Regions from separate parts of the Mus musculus genome. Here region 1 is linked to region 2. The links are chromatin contacts, called in public promoter capture Hi-C maps. All regions are on one chromosome and are shown on one strand. The core of a region is the stretch at or near the end of the contact, and the rest is flanking DNA. Distances in the headings are between cores, read along the strand shown.

The links. Capture Hi-C pulls out chosen DNA fragments and counts their contacts.
Region 1: a contact with region 2 is called in a promoter capture Hi-C map of adipose tissue. The contact joins the promoter of Jam3 here to the promoter of Glb1l2 in region 2. A contact is called at or near these places in 1 of 39 promoter capture datasets (pre-B cells), 1 of 484 Hi-C or Micro-C datasets (muscle stem cells) and 2 of 9 other capture datasets (adipose tissue and liver).

Annotation. Positions count from the first base shown.
Region 1 is chr9:27,154,034-27,156,733 of GRCm38.p6, reverse strand. Jam3 (junction adhesion molecule 3) reads left to right here and starts at 1,313. Exons shown (of 9, transcript NM_023277.4): 1 at 1,313-1,443. The coding sequence starts at 1,368.
Region 2 is chr9:26,804,970-26,807,806 of GRCm38.p6, reverse strand. It overlaps Glb1l2 (galactosidase, beta 1-like 2), which reads left to right and starts at 1,339. Exons shown (of 19, transcript NM_001310768.1): 1 at 1,339-1,509. The coding sequence starts at 1,424.

The DNA of each region.
Region 1 (2,700 bases), core at 64-2,563, 350 kb before region 2:
GAATTTGATCCCTGGAATCCCTGTAAAGGTGGATGAAAGTCAATTTCATGAACTCTGACCTCCACATCATCAACTCTGACCTCCATATGCTCATTGTGGCATATACCTCCTGTCATGTACTCCTGTACTCATACAAAGGTGATGATGGTGATGGTGATGATGATAAAATAACGAACCCTTTTTAAAATGAAAAAGAAGGCTGGGGAGATGGCTCAGCAGTTAAGAACACTTGCTGCTATTCCAGAGGACCCAAGTTCAGTTCTCAGCACCCACACCAGGCATACTATTTGTTAACTCTGCGCCTCTGGCCTCTCAGGGAACCCACACTTATTTTCACACATCTCACATGCAGATATACACACATACATATTGTTAAATTTATAAAAAATTTAAAGAATCCAGACATGGTAGTGCTTGCCTTTAATACTAACTCTTGGAAGCAGACAAAATTGGGCTTATGTGAGTTTGAGGCTAGCCTGGTCTATTTAGCCTTCAAGTTCCAGGGTGGCCAGGTCTATATAAGTAAAACTGTCAAAAAAAAAAAAAAAGTAAAAAATTCAATGGCAAGAATTACCCCTGTATTGTGTAGGATAAACTGTTGGGGATACCAGTATCCTTTAGCTCTACCATAGAAATGAATTATCCTTCTACATCAACTTATTGCATTTATGTACTTGGCGTATCTTGCTAATATTTATGCAGATTTCAGCATTTTCTCCTTTCATTACTTTTGGAATCAGGACCTCTATAGGTGTGAAAATACTGTTTCAAAAATTGTCATGATTTTATTTGTAAAATAACACACATTTCCTTAAAAATGATTTATTTTATTTCATGTGTATGAGTGTTGTGCTTGCATGTTTAGTGCCACACACCACAAGCATGTTTAGTGCCGTCAGAGGTCAGAAGAGGGCGTCAGATCGCCTGGAACTGGAGTTACAGGTGGTTGTGAACCACAATATGGGTGCTGGGAATGGAATCTGGGTCCTTGTAAGAGCAACAGGTGCTCTTCACTGCTGAGCCATCTCTCCAGCCCCATCATTCCCTAAATCTTAATGGAGTAATCCTTCTTAGATCTGTAGCGATAATCTACAGTTTCATAAATCTACCCCGCCTCCCTCCCAGACACGCTTTTTAATTCTCTTCCCGCTAAGTTCATCGACAGAGGTAGCACCTGGAAGCACTGAGCATCTTTGCATCCATAGCAACCAGACTTGAGCTTTCTCGGTCACTATGGTGCCGGCTCGGCCGAGGCCGCGTGGTCGCTATGGAAACTGGAGGCGGGTCGCAGGGTCCAAGCAGGCTGGGCGCATGCGCACGAGGCCGGTTCTCCGCTCCGAGCCTGAGCCCCTCACATTCCCCTCGACATGGCGCTGAGCCGGCGGCTGCGACTTCGACTGTACGCGCGGCTGCCTGACTTCTTCCTGCTGCTGCTCTTCAGGGGTGAGTTGACGCTTCAGTGCCGCTAGGAAGTGTGTGGTCTGTGCCGATGGGGACAGAGCGGCCCGGGCCGCGGTGGAATAGCGGTTTCGGCTCCCACGACTCCAGGTCCGGCCGAGAAGCTGAGGGGTGGCCTCTGCGGGAGCGTGGCGGGCGAGGCTCCGTGAGCGGTCGGGTCGGGTCCGGTCTCGGGCAGACCCGCGTGGATGCGGCTGGTCCCGTACAGGGACACGGCCCTCTAGAAGGACCGTGGCAGATGCCTCACGGGCTCTAAAACTTGCTGGAGGAAACACCCCATCAGCAAGCAGTGTGGTACCCAGAAGTCGTGGAGGACAAGCGGCTTGGGAAGCTCCAGAGGCCTGTCCTCCCAGGAGCTGCTAGGGTCAACAAAGAAGCTGAACTGGGCAAGGCCAGCCAGCCTTGTGCGGAGATGGGGACTGCACAGGGATGAGCATCTTTGTTGCAGCGTGGTGGAGGAGACCCTGACTCCCAAATAGCATCTGGATCATTTGATCCCGACACACTGCTAAACTTGAAAGTTTTGCTCATTTCTTTCCAGTGGAATTCCTGGGAGACAGTATCTCCCTGGTCGGTTGGGCGAAAAGCACTGTAAAGTTTACTTTGCAGTTACTTTCCATAAATACCACAGGGCACTTCGAAGCTATTATCTCAGTCCTTAAAACAGCTCAGTGAAGTGGGTTTGTGAACCCATTTTTAGAGGCGAATATTAGTCTTCTTTAAAAAAATTTTTTTCATTAAGAACTGACGGCCAAACAAGTAGTGGCAAACTTAAGGTTTCATAAGGCACCACTCCTTCTTCAGAAGGTAACCCAACCCGGACCACTCCTCAACCCTTGGTTTGTTCCTTGGCTTTGCTGACGCCTACGATGTTCTCCAGAGTATACAAATTAATACACCAAAGCACTGTTGGGAGTGGGGGGTGGTCAGGCAAGAAGACAAAGCGCTTTTGTGTTTGACGCTTATTCTAGTGGGGTGCTCAGGGTGGTGGTAGAAAACAGGGGCTCTGGTGCAGAAGTGTTGGAAACAGGCTTCTGTAGCAAGGATGAGGCTTAGCATACATTTTTTTTTTTACCATATATTTTGCTTGATTTTAAATTTTAAAGCCAAATGCAGTTGGGAGATAGAGCTGACCCGAGGCTAGCCAGGGGACAGGAGTGTCAGCAATGTCCAACTCCCACTGTGCTGGTGCCACTGGCACGTACTATTCACAGACTAGAACAACTCCCTATTGTTGGAGAG
Region 2 (2,837 bases), core at 90-2,589:
CCAATGCTCTGAGACACTGCTATAGTGTGTGTATATATGTGTGTGTGTGTGTGTGTGAATGTGTATGCGCATGTGCATGCACATATGTGTGGAGTTCCTGGAACTGGAATTAAAGGCTGTGTGAGCCACCAATGTGGACACTAAGAAATGAGTTTAGGTCCTCTGCTGTTAATGGCTGAGCCACCTCACCACAAATGTAAAATGTTAATTATGACTCTTTTAAAAATAAGAGTTCAGTGTGCTAGGTGTCCAGGCCTGAACTAGATCAGGGGAACTAAAGGCAGAATATTTTGGTCTTTATTTAGTGCTACTGAAACTTCAGTGACACTCAGCTCTCAAATAATCTTAAGTAAATTATTCAATGTCCTGGCTTTTAACATGAGTTATTACTTCAAAACCATTTTTCTTTTCAAACTTTGAGTTGTTTTAAAAGACATTGTCTTAGTCAGGGTTTCTATTCCTGCACAAACATCATGACCAGGAAACAAGTTGGGGAGGAAAGGGTTTATTCAGCTTACATTTCCACACTGCTGTGCATCACTGAAAGAAGTCAGGACTGGAACTCAAGCAGGTCAGAAAGCAGGAGCTGATGCAGAGGCCATGGAGGGATGTTCTTTACTGGCTTGCTTCCCCTGGCTTGCTCAGCCTGCTTTCTTATAGAACCAAGACTACCAGCCTAGAGATGGTCCCACCCACAAGGGGCCTTGATCACTAATGAGAAAATGACTTACAGCTGGATCTCATGGAGGCATCTTCCCAACTGAAGCTCCTTTCTCTGTGATAACTCCAGCCTGTGTCAATTTGACACCCAAAACCAGCCAGTACAGACATTTTTTTTTTTTTTCATTCACCTGTCAGGCACACTTAATTCTTGCTTATAATGAAATGCTGTGGGGAGTGACTTTCTCCCAGTTTGAATATTCAAAGATGCAGCAATAGTTCTATACCTCTCAAACAAACAGGCCCAATAGTTCTATACCTGTCTGCACTCATATGTAGGAAAAGACCCTCAACTTAAGTGCCTCTGCGATTCAGAGTGAGAACCAGGCTGACATGGGAAGTTGTTAGCTGTTAGGTACTTGATTCCTATTTAAACTCAGTAAGCAGGCAACTTCAGCTGCGGAACACTCAGACAAGTTTGGGCCTGGGCTGAGATCGCCCCGCCCCTCGACAGCCCCGCCCCCTGACAGGCCAGCTCCGCCCCTCCCTGTCCTGGTCTCCAGCCGATCCCTTGTCTGTGCAAGGCCCGGGAATGGAGGCGGGACCATAAACCTCAGCCAATGGGCGCCAGTGGGCTGGGCTGGCCGTAACATGGTTGCCCAGGTAACCAGTGAGCGGCCCCGCCCCTCCGGGCCAAGGCTTTGGCGCGCCTCTGAGTGTTGCTGGAGTGGGAACCCGGGTGTCTACCAGCAGCGTTTGCAAGATGCCCAAGTGGAGTCTGCGGCGGAGGCCAGGCCGCACACTCGGACTCCTGCTGCTGCTGGTCTTGAGCTTCCTGGTGCTCCGCAGGTGAGAGAACGCTCCGCCCAGCACCTATGGGACTCCTTTGGTCCCAGCCCAACACCTCAGGTTCTGGTCTGCCACAAATCTGGGAAACCGCGACTCTAATCTCTTAGAGCGCTCCAACAGCCTGGAGTCCCTTCGAGCCTCCAATCATTCTTACCCTGCCTCTGGGTAAAGCAGGCAGGCACAGCCCTGTCAGTCCCTAGGGGTCAGTGTGTTGAGTTTCGCAGCGTTCCATACTTGGTGCTGGACTCTGCTGTTCATAGTCACGTCCAGTCCTGTGGGAAGATCGACAGAACTGGCCTTCTCGTTTCTCTTCAGACACCCCCATCACTCCATGTAGCACCCACTGCTTTTCTTCCAAACCCCTACATTTCTTCCCAAGCTGGAAGTCTCTATTCTGCAAGGTTAGTGTTGTGATGTTTACCGTGAAGGTGATGTCCATGGGCTTCTCTCAGACTCTCAGCCCTGATTTACACCGCACTGCTGTTTATGTCTGTCCACTTTCCTCCTTCACTTTTGTACGGCCCCCTTTTATGAACGCTATTTGTCCCAGTCGGTGGTGTTCATTGAAAGAAAGGTTTACCCACTGCTCATGAACAAGTTTTCTGGTGATCTACTCCAGAAGGTTTCCAAAGCATATCTATTTATAGGAGTCACCGGCCTGACGATCTTCCAGGTCAATGCCTGGCGCTTTACATATTCAAACTCTCCAGTGTTGCTGGGAAGCTTGGCAGCAACATGGAGTAATTTGTCAGTAGACTTGAGGTCAGCCTTGAGAACTGGTGGTAGCTTACCACCCTTAGTTTTGTCTTTGGTTCCTTTCTTCATTTACCTGAATCAGAGACTAGGGCTTTTAATTTTTTTTTATTTTTATTTAAGATCTGAGTCCTTTTTGCTGCCGTGAGAACACATTTGGAAACTTCACGTGGACACCCTTTCAAGACTTACATCTCTTTGTTTCTGAGAGGATGTCATATTGTTTGAGATGAAACTAGATCTTTTCTCATTCTAGGGTCCAGGAAACTCCTAAGGCCTTTTGTTTCCTTAGTTGTTCCAAACACTTTCTTATTCATTCGAACTGCCCTTTCTTTGAATTTTAGTCATGGCTTCTGTCAAATTCTCAGCTTTCCCCAGGGGCACGGTTGATGTAACTCCATTGGTATTACTCCAGGCTGAGGCAACACAAGCTCTTGCATAGAGCAGGGAACCATGGAGCTGGAGCTCCAGAGAAATAGTTGCTTGTTTTTGATCGAAGTACACCTGTCCCTGCAGGTGACTCAGAGAGGTGACTGATGAGGGATGAGCCTGGTCAGGTAGCATTTTCTAATAGT